3 separate regions of the Mus musculus genome follow, and regions 2 and 3 are each linked to region 1. The links are chromatin contacts, called in public HiChIP or PLAC-seq and promoter capture Hi-C maps. All regions are on one chromosome and are shown on one strand. The core of a region is the stretch at or near the end of the contact, and the rest is flanking DNA. Distances in the headings are between cores, read along the strand shown. Region 1 holds the start of Zfp689 (zinc finger protein 689). Region 2 holds the start of Tlcd3b (TLC domain containing 3B). Region 3 holds the start of Gdpd3 (glycerophosphodiester phosphodiesterase domain containing 3).

The links. Promoter capture Hi-C pulls out the DNA fragments that hold promoters and counts their contacts. HiChIP or PLAC-seq counts read pairs in DNA pulled down with a chosen protein or histone mark.
Region 2: a contact with region 1 is called in a promoter capture Hi-C map of fetal liver, with 3 times the contacts expected there. The contact joins the promoter of Tlcd3b here to the promoter of Zfp689 in region 1. A contact is called at or near these places in 6 of 39 promoter capture datasets (fetal liver, hippocampal neurons, liver and 2 more), 1 of 115 datasets of contacts at active chromatin or transcription factors (microglia) and 3 of 9 other capture datasets (adipose tissue, liver and pancreatic islet).
Region 3: a contact with region 1 is called in a FOXA1 HiChIP or PLAC-seq map of pancreatic cancer cells. The contact joins the promoter of Gdpd3 here to the promoter of Zfp689 in region 1. A contact is called at or near these places in 3 of 115 datasets of contacts at active chromatin or transcription factors (embryonic stem cells and pancreatic cancer cells).

The regions. Positions count from the first base shown.
Region 1 is chr7:127,447,108-127,450,431 of GRCm38.p6, reverse strand. It overlaps Zfp689 (zinc finger protein 689), which reads left to right and starts at 1,274. Exons shown (of 3, transcript NM_175163.3): 1 at 1,274-1,778; 2 at 1,956-2,069. The coding sequence starts at 1,574. It overlaps B130055M24Rik (a long non-coding RNA gene), which reads right to left and starts at 2,042. Exons shown (of 2, transcript XR_869949.3): 1 at 861-2,042.
Region 2 is chr7:126,821,968-126,825,323 of GRCm38.p6, reverse strand. Tlcd3b (TLC domain containing 3B) reads right to left here and starts at 2,021. Exons shown (of 5, transcript NM_029978.1): 1 at 1,112-2,021; 2 at 230-313. The coding sequence starts at 1,236.
Region 3 is chr7:126,764,724-126,768,367 of GRCm38.p6, reverse strand. It overlaps Gdpd3 (glycerophosphodiester phosphodiesterase domain containing 3), which reads right to left and starts at 1,954. Exons shown (of 10, transcript NM_024228.2): 1 at 1,759-1,954; 2 at 1,424-1,466; 3 at 1,058-1,193; 4 at 932-977; 5 at 683-801; 6 at 516-605. The coding sequence starts at 1,897. It overlaps Mapk3 (mitogen-activated protein kinase 3), which reads right to left. Exons shown (of 9, transcript NM_011952.2): 8 at 3,491-3,644; 9 at 2,552-3,128. The coding sequence ends at 3,523.

The sequences.
Region 1 (3,324 bases), core at 25-2,524:
AAAGAAGACATTCCATGTTTGGATTTCATTCCTATGTCTAGTAACAGATTTTGAGGAAGCTGATCCAGATTTGTGGGGGTTTTATTGTTCATTTGTTTTTTGAGGCAGGCTGGTTTTGAGATAGCCCCGGATAGCCTGGAACTCACTTTGTAGACCAGGATGTCCTCAAACTCAAGAGATCTACCTGCCTTTTCCTCCCAAGTGCTGGGAATTAATGGTGCGTGCCACTGCACCCGGCTGTCTTATGATTTTTGTTGTAGTTCTCTATGGAGGGGGGAGTCCAGGACTCTAGACATAAAGTTTCAGACACCATCTACTCGAATAGTCCAGGTGCTTGGCTGGCTCTCAGCAGCGAAGGCACAGCCTCTCTGTGTGGCCTCTAGATGTGCGAATCCTATTTACCCTCTGTGCAGTCTTCCTTACCTGATAATTATTCAGAAAGGAGCAATAGGTTCGGCTTCATACCCAGTCCTGGGTATCTATTTTAAAAATACTTTTATAGAACTTTGGGCCCCATGCATGCTAGGCAAATGCCTGCCACTGGGCTATACACTCTTCATTTAAAAACAGGGTCTATGTTGCCCATGCACTCCTGACACACGTTGACACAGCTGCACTATTTCGGAAAGCAACGGTACAGGGGTGATTTCCCTGCTTCATTATAAATGAAAGGATCAACTAGCCATCTGTCTTTTGTTCCCCCTGGTAGCCTAAATGTGCATTCCACTGTACAAAGAAAGGGTAAGCCCAAAGCTATTGGTCTCACCTCTAAACAAGCGAACTTCCTTGGTACTCAGGTAGGCCATTCACTTCTATAGACTACTTAGGAGCTGCCCAAGGTACAAGACCAGTCAACTTACCATTCTAGTCATTCAATTTTACCAGACGCGCCTTTTGTGCACCAGATCCTTACCACCGCTCCCTTCTCATCTAGTACTTTTCAGAATTCCTGGCTGTGACACCTTTATGATCGTAGGATGTAGCTGTTCAAAAATCCATGTTGTCACTGTGTGACTTTCCCTTTGGAAGACCTGTAGAAACGTCTTCTCCAAGTAGGGCAAACAAGCGTTGGAGAACACAAGAAAAGCCTCCCATTCATAAGACTTCTCACAACCGGCTTAGAGACACAGGATCCACCTTCTTGCCCTTAAGAATCCGTTGGCTTCATTCAAATGGGCCGCCTTCATTGATGACCAATCAGAACGCCCGATCTTCAGCTACCAACCAATAAACGAATGCAATAGATAGGAGGAAAGTAGGCAAGAAGCCATCTCGCAGCGCCATTACACTTTAGGGCAAGGAGGTTAAGAAGTCGGCATGGCGTTCGGGTCAATAAAATCGATAGCTGGAACCTGCCTGTGTTCTAGGCAGCGGTGGTGCAGGAGCAGCGCCGCCATCTTCCCCGAAGGCATCTTCCGGTGCCTCTCACCCAAGTTCCAGCGGGAGTTCCCTGAATAACGGTCTGTGTCGGGCCGCCCGGCCCCTCAGGCAGCCGATTCAGATTTCCTCCGGGCCTTCCCGACGGAGCTTCTAGGTCTCCGGGTCCCCGTGGCAAGGCCGGGGAGCAGGTCCGATGGCGCCACCTTCGGCTCCGCTTCTCCTGCGGGCAGTCGGAGAGGCTGGACCTACTCGGAAAAGGGGCAGGAGGCCAAGGGCCTTGAAGTTCGTGGACGTGGCCGTGTACTTCTCCTCGGAGGAGTGGGGGTGTCTGCAGCCCGCTCAGAGGACTCTGTACCGGGATGTGATGCGCGAGACCTACGGCCTCCTGGGCGCGCTCGGTGAGGCCCGGCCCAATCTGCTTACGCGGGGCCTAAGGGATGATGGAGCTTGAGGGCGGGGTAGAGTGGGGGCAGGGAGCCTAGGGTCCTGACCTGCGATCGGCTTGTTAGGGGTTGGCGTTTATTTTTTAGCATCCTTTCTTCGGGCCAGCTCTCTGACTGGTTCTCCTTCCCCAGGATGCGCAGGTCCCAAACCAGCTCTCATCTCCTGGTTGGAACGAAATACCGATGACTGGGAACCAGCAGCCCTAGATCCGCAGGAGTACCGGAGATGGGTAACATTCCAGAGAAGTGAGTGAAAAATACCCACGAAAACCATACTGCCTTCCTGAGTAATGCCCTAAACTGTCGACCCAATCTAAATTTGTCGTCTGATGAGAGTTAACCAGGTTGCTTGTACTGTGGGCATACGAACTACAAACGGTACTTCATTGACATAAGTGAATTACTGAGCTTTGAAAAAGATAACTACTGCTTTCCAGGATCCGGGACTTAGCTTCCATTGAACTTCTCCAATTCCCATCGGTCCTGGGAAGACTAGAAAGAGTCCTTAACCACTGAGACATCTCTCTCTAGCCCCTGGTTCACTCTTGACTTTAAAAAAGAAAAAGCCCCATTGATTGGAATGTTCATCTAGGCTTGTGAACTACTGGATGAAATACAGTCCAAGGTTTTTTTGTTTTTTTTTTTTACAACTCTCTCAAAGTGCTCCTAGACCAACAGCTGCATATTTGGGAGTTGTCTTGGTCAGAGGTTTCTATGCTGTGATAAACACCATGAACAAAAGTGGCTTGGGGAGAAGAGGGTTTATTTCATTGATATTTTCATGTAAACATCCATCATCAAAGCAGGGCAGGGCAGGAACATCAAGGCAGGAACTGAAGCAGAAAGCCACAAGGAAGGCTGCCTCCTGCTTGCTCTCCTACTTTCTTACACACTCAGGAACATCTGCCTAGGGATAGCACCACCCACAGTGGGCTGGGCCCTCCCATGTCAACCTTAATCAATCACTAATTAAGAAAATGTACCACGCTGGGCATGGTGGCACACACCTTTAATCCCAGCACTCAGGAGGCAGAGGCAGGTGGATTTCTGAGTTCAAGGCCAGCCTGGTCTACAAAGTGAGTTCCAGGACAGCCAGGGCTATACAGAGAAACCCTGTCTCGAAAAACCAAAAAAAAAAAGAAAAGGATGTACCACAGGCCAATCTGGTGAGGACATTTTTCTCCGTTGAGGTTCCCTCTTCCCAAATCACTCTAGCTTGGATCAGGTTGGCATAAAACAAGTCAGCACAATTGACCCCTTGTTAGCATGACACACAAACCCATCCCTTTTAACCATAACCTTTGTTTTTTGTTCATTCCAAGATCTCAATTCAAACACTCAATTCAGACTCTCCTTAAAATACCTAGTCTCTTTCAAAGTTTCTCTATCATATCCAAAACCTCTCTAAAATTAACTATGGGTTCCTATTAAAAAAAAGTTACATACTTGTTTATTCCAAGAAGTAATAACCAGTGCACAGTTACAGTAAAATCAAACCCAA
Region 2 (3,356 bases), core at 772-3,271, 630 kb after region 1:
CCAGGAAGCTGACCAGGAACTGCTCTGAGGATTTCCTTTGATCTCCTACCCCTGCTTCCTTGCTCCTGACCTTTAAGACAGGACAGGATAAATTTATCCTTGGTATTGAGTTGCAGCAATCACATGAACTTTCTTGATCCCGAGTTTAGGGACCACTACAGATCTGGGGGATCCCAGGTCCCACATACAGACCGCTGGGACCTGGGCGGGGTGGTCCTGAGGCACTCACTGGTCATCTATGATGTGCTTGCAGGAAGTGGAGACTATGTAGCCAGCTGTGGAGGCCATGATGGCTTGGACAGAGGACACCAACCTAGGAAGACAGAGGAAGGAGTGACAATCAGGTGTGCGTCTCCCGTCTCTGTGTTGTGGAAACCCTACCCCTCAGGATTCCACATCAGCCTCCACCTAAGCCAGGCTTTCCCACCATCACTTTCAGCCAAGCTGCGCTTAGCTTCCATCCTCAGTTCCCGCCTCTCCCAGCCTTCTTCATTCCTAGTTTGTGCCAGTGGAATCATCTTCTTCCCAGGACACCAGGGAGGCGTCCTGAGGTGAGCCAGTGCCTAACAGTGAGCTCTCTCTCCCTGGGGAGGGAGGGAAGGGACCCATGAGGGCTAAGGGAGTCCCAGTTGTCCCTGCACCCAGACACCATGAGGCTCATACTTAGAGTCACTGGCCCCAGTGACCCCAGCCCCCCCCCCCCCCACACACACACTTTCCCACTATTTTCCTGATTCTTACCATGGCCCTCTTCCTGGCGGCCCTATTCTAGAGATATACAAGTTTCACTGTCTACTTTTCTACACCTTGACCCCCAAACACTAGCCCTGAAAAACACAGTCTTGCCCCTTGGCTTGCTCCTGGGTGTCTTGTGGGACTGTTTAGTCACATGCTGCCCTGCTTTAGAGGGAGGATAGGAAGGTGCTAAGGGAAGCAAGCTCAAGCTCAATAGTAGTCCAGATGGCTGGGTTTCAATGAGGTCCAAGGAGGGAAGGAAGCTTGGATGTAACCTACCCACCACTACTGAGCCCAGGGGCGTGCTGGGGTCCCTTCCCCATGAAGCCTGTTGGAGAGAGAGGGGCTGAACTCTCGGGGAAGGCATGCCATTTACCTGGCGGAGACAATGACTGCGTCGGCCTCCTCCCAGCGCAGCTGGGGCAGCCTCTGGAGCGTGTTCTTGGATAGGAGGAAGAGTCCGGGGAACACCACCCCCCCAGCCACCATTGGGGTAAGCATGGTGACTTGAACCCGGGCAGGGAGACCAGAGGGTCCAGAAGGGACAGGAAGGCCAAATTGAGGGAGGGAGTTGGAGGTGAAGAAGGGATTGCCAAGCCAGAAAGGGAGAGAGAAAGAGGGAGGGGGAGGCACAAAGGGGCCAGGGCGGGGACAGGATGGGACAAGAGGACCAGTTCAGGGCAAGGGAGAAAGGGACTTCAATGAGATTGGGGACACAGAAAGAAAGGGCTAGCTAGGTGGCGGGGGGGGGGGGGGGACGACAGAGCGCTGGTGAGAGGATGGGGAGAGACTACCAAGGGAGGACTTGATGAGAGGACCAAGAGGGAGAGGGGACAGGAGGAGGAAGATGCAGTGGGGGAGGGGAGGGAGAACCGCGGCAGGTGGGGGGGGGGCTTACGTGGAGAGGCTGGGAGGGCCCAAGGAGGCGGGGTGGGGGACGGTGGTGCCAGCCCTGAAAAAAGGGAGGGAGGAAAGGACGGAGCGGAGCGGAGCGGAGGCGCAGCTGGGCAAGCGGTCACCAGTCAACACCGCTCTCCCGCCACCACAGGCTACCACCTCCTCCTGCTGCTGCCGCTAGAGCCCCGCTGCCCTGTGCAGACACCGCACATGGCATTATAGAGTTGGTGCCCAGCCCCCTGCCCCCTCTGTGAGGAGGGGGAGGGGGAGGGGAAGCCACCAGCTTGGGGAGGGTGGGAGAGGGGGAGGGAAATGATGGCACCGACCAGACACCAAGAAACCGGACCTGCAGCAGCGTTGTCTCCCATGCAGCTCTGAGCCACAGCAGCGGCTGCGACAGAGATGGGGGGGGACAAGGAAAGAGGGAGGGGGAGGCCCTTAAAGAGACAGGAGCTGCAGTGCAGGGGGCTGCTGGGGACAAGGGCTTAGGGAAAGGATGGCTCTTCTCTTAAACCCCCCCCCCCCCCCGGACACCTCCACCTAGCAGGAGTACTGAGCCGCCTTTCCTGTCAGCACTTTAAAAATGTCTGGCATTTCCTTCTGCTGGTGCTTATAAACATAAATGGGTGTCCCTCAGTGGCCTGCAGGGATCTCAGCTTAGGGGTGCTCACTCCAGCCAAGAAGATTTCCTGAAGAAAGCAGCCTGAGTAGATGGTGTGTTCCCTGAAGGCACAGATAGGAACAAGCCATTTCACGGTGTCCTTCAGACCCACAGCCCCCTCCACCCCGCCCGTCCGCCTCTCCAGTCAGAGGGAGTGGAAACTACATCAGTCACCTCGCTTGCACTCCGACTCGCACCACAACGAGTCACTCCCTCAGGAGTGTGGCTCACTATTGTGACAGCCCAGGGGGAAATCTATGCTCCTATGCTCTTCAGAGGTCAGGGGATAGCCCTGAGGTGGGAGCCAAGGTTCCCCAAGATCAGAAAGTTAAGATGTGACAGGAACAGAGCTAAGTGGGAAGAGATGGCTGGCTGTCAGAGCCCTCCAGCATGGCTTTGATGGCTAGCACCAGGGCACTGGGAGACAGGAAGCAGTCATGTAGACCTGGTGGCACTCCAGGAGCAGGAGGATCACTCCTGGTAGCCAGCTTGGGCGACAGAGGAAGTGCTCGCCTGGGAGAGAGGGTTAGAAGGTGGGCTTGAAGAGCAGAGGGTGCTTGCTGCCTGGAAAACCCAGTGGAGTTATGGAAGCCGGGGCCCCTCCCTCAGGCCAATGGCCTCCTGGAGTCCCCTTTTCCTTGTTGCCTTGGTTCCCTGTCCTCGGCCACTCCTCAGAACAGTCCTGCTTACACAGAAGAGCCTGGTGGCTGGCTGACTCAACTTCCTCCTTTAATCCAAGGGGAAGAGCAGCCCCGTGCTTTGGCCAGGGTAATTTAGGCCTAGCACACAACTACTAATGCTCACTCTCACATGGCCTCTTAGAGCCTGGCCTTTCCCAAACCCATCTGTCCTTCAGACTTGTATATCATGGGGACTGACACCTCACTGTAGCTTGAGTTTCTCACTGACCCTGAGATGAGCCTACTTATCTACTGACAACTGACCTTTCCAGCCCACAGCCTACTCCCTCTGCGCCCTAGAGGAAGGGGCCAATTCGCTATTTTGTGCTGCCCTCTAGTGGCAGTCTGTGGGAGTGGCTGAGGGAAGTCTTGACACCCGCAGG
Region 3 (3,644 bases), core at 705-3,204, 680 kb after region 1:
GTTTTCACAAAATTAGCCAAGGGAGGAGACCCACCCGGAACTCGGGCAGCAGCTTCTCCGTAGGCTCAGAAGGGGCTCGTAGGGGAAGCAGCAGCCCGGCATCTCCTTCCAAAAGTGGTATATATCCTGCTCTTTCCACCTCTCAGACCCATGACGATGGGGAAGAAGAAAGAAGCCAGCCCAGGCGTTATCTCTGCCCCTAAGCTGTTAACGTGGAGGCCTCCTTCTCATGCCCTCTTGACTTCTAGCTATGGGACCAAAGTGATATGGATTAAAACCTCTGGAACAATGAGCCGTGTGGCCTGAAGTCTGTCACAGTACCAAACACCTGACCAACACAGCCAGTATTGGAGGTTTCCCAGAGCAAGTCTCATGGTTAACACCATGCCTATACAGTCACGTGTTCCACTTTTCCAATCCTGCTCTTGGGGACTATGCTGAAGGCTAGTTCCTGGGGCCCTCCCTCCTTGGGTTGCGGTGGCCTCTAACCCCATGGCAGAGAAAGAGGGACTCACAGCAGCCCTGCATCTCTTCATGACTGAGCTTTTCTCTGCAGCCCAAATAGTAATCTCATTCCGGTCAAAGCGCCTAGTCAGGTTGGCTACCTAGGATGGAGAGAAGTGGTATAAAGGAAACCAGGCCTTTCTGAGGCCTGCCCTCAGCTGCCGGGCTATAGTACTACCTTGTGAATGAGTTCTTCATTTCTTTCTTTGACCTCCAAGCACATGGGAGTCCTTGGAAATTTCTGGAATACATCCTCCAAACTAATCATGTGCCGGTCTGACCCGTGGGCAAAATGGCCTGGGCAGGGGTGAGGGGTGTCACAAAAACTGGGGTCAGAGTAGGATAAACAGGCTGGGGGTGGGGGCGTGTTAATGAGAGTATATAAGAAGATGGCTAGGCAGCTCAAGGGTGGCTACACGCATCCTACCTGGTGAGAAGTAAATTTCCAACTCTTCCTTGTAGAGGGGCAGCTCCTGTGGAGAGCAGAGAAGCATCATCAGGGTACACGCGTGAAAGTGATGCAGCTCTCAGTGTGAGGGGCTGCAAAACTCACCTCAAAGTCCAGGGTGTTCACATCCTTATTTAGGCCTGACTGGCGGGACAGGTTCTTGTCGTGTGACACTACCACCACGCCATCCCGGGTGAGCTGGCAGTCAAATTCCAAGAGATCTGCTCGCTGGGCCATGGAACTATGGGAGCAAAGGTTGGTGGGGGAAAAGGACACAGGAAGGACCAGGGCATGTAGTGGAGGGGAAATATTGGCACAGAATTTATGGTGGGACATGTGGCCAGTTCCACAGTTCCAAGGACTTCCAGATACCCAGTTTATGAAGCGAGTAAGTAGCACTCCTGGTTGTCCTGCAGAGCACAGCCCACAACCCCACAACCTCACATGGAACTTGATGGGGCTTGGACTCACTTCTCTACTGCTTCCATGGTGTTCTCCAGTCGCTCCCCAGACCCTGTGGAAAGCAGTTTGGGTGGATCCCCGGGACCTAGCTTGACCTTCCTGCTTACCTTTCTTCCTGACGGTCTCCCACTTGCTTTAGGCTTCCTCTCTTCCAATCAGTTGAACTGGCCTCTCCTTCCCTGCCACATGCCCTCTAGGCCCCAAGACTCTCCTTTCCTCGCTCTTTTTAACATTCAATCATGCCTTGCACCTTGAGGATGGGCTGCCCACCCTGACACCTGTCTTGTTAGGCTCACTCCACCCTACATGGATTCCAGCCCTTCCACCTCCCTGACTCAGCTCACCTCCACGGTGGGCAGCCAGGCGGATAGGGAAGACGGGAGCCCGCGGCGTGTGCAGCAGATGAGGTCGGCGCAGGAAGAAGATGGAGAGCATGACGTAACTGCCCAGGGTGGGCAGAACAAAGTACAGGAGAGGGATCATAGCCTCGCTCCACGGCAGGCTTCTGTCAAAAGCACAGCCTTCCCTGTCCCAAAGGGCTCTGATGCCCGGGGCCGAGCCTGCCTGCTCAGCCAGTGTAGGCTGGCTCCTCCACCGGGCAGCGCCACGCCCATGGACCTGCTGAGCCTGCTGGGTGCTGCTGGAACGTGGCCAGACTGCAGTATGGCCCAGAGCTGGGGCCAGGCACAGGAACTGAGGCAGGCAGCCCTGGGTTCCATGTCCAGAGACCTTTCACAGATCCCAGCACCCCCTTTTGTTCTTGACCATGTGGGGGGGGGGGTTAAGCAGCCCCACCCCCTAGTGTTTAGATCTTTCTGCCTCCCATAGGTGTTTGTGGACAGGATCTGTAACTTATTACACATTTGCCACTTCCCGGGAATTTGGGGGTGTGTAAGGTACCCCTGAGTCACCCCAACTCACTCCAAGCAGTTAAACAGGAAGTTGTTAGGGAAGACAGTGACTAAAGGGAAACTGACCCCTTCCCAGAGACTGACACTCCTTAGAACCCAACCTCATCCCTGGCCAGCTGGAGCCAAAGACTACCAGGGCCATGTAAAGCCACAGCTGGAGGCAGGGGGCAGTTGTGAGTGCGGTATGCTGGGGTCGCGTCGACATACACAGACAGAGGCAGGCTCATCCATATACACATCTCTATATTTATATATTAGATACAGGCACGGGGAGATGGGGAGGGGCACCGGCTCTCCACGGGCCCCACCCCCACATCCAATCACCCACACACAGAAGCAGCAAGGGCGTTACATGTGGCAGCTTGAGAGAGAGAGGGTTAGGCCTGGGCTCCTCAGGGAAACTAGCCCTTGAGACTTAGGAATGTTCTGTCAGGGAAAATGGGGTGGGGTTCCAACAAGATGAATAGGGCAGAGCCCTACTCAGTGCCCTCCACCCCTCCGTAGCACAGGTCCTAGGACGATCATAGCCCCTCCATTCCAGAACGGTCTACCAGAGCCGGGGCTAGCAAGGGTAGATAAAGACACAGCAGCAGAGATCAGCTCTGGGGCCACCTCATCACTCAGGCTATGGGGAGATGGGGCAGGGGATTGGAGTGGGAGAAGCCTGCTTGAAGCAGGAGACCCCAGCAAAGTGAGAGAAGGTGGCCAGGCCCACCCTTGGTCCAGCCTGGGCTGCCGGGGTCTGGGTTGAGCAAAGTTCACTTTCTAACAATCTGCAGAGAAGGAGCAGGTAGGAGCAGGACCTGAAGGAAGAAACGGACAGAAAGGAATGGTCAGCGGGGTGAGCCCTGACCCCAGCGTCTTTGAACTGTCAAGTTCTGTGGGTCTTGGCTTCCTTATCTGCAGCTAACAAGAGCAGCCACCAAGTGCTACTGTGATTATAGGCTCCTCTCAAAGCATCATGATATACTCTGGCAAGGCCTGGAGTGGCTGCTCATAAGGGGCGGATCTCTCATCCGGATGGGCTGGAGGATGCTCGCTCATACATGACCCTGGCCCTTTGTTGTTACCACATGTGGATATGCAGAGATGATGCAGCAGCACCCAGACTGGACAGCCTCTGACTGGGATGTGGCTGTGCGGGGGGGCCTTGGGAGGCACTCACCAGATCCAAAAGGACAGGGGTGTCTGTTCTTGTTAGGGGCCCTCTGGCGCCCCTGGCTGGAAGCGGGCTGTCTCCTGGAAGATCAACTCCTTCAGCCGCTCCTTGGGGAGGTCATCCAGCTCCATGTCGAAGGTGAATGGCTCCTCGGCCACTG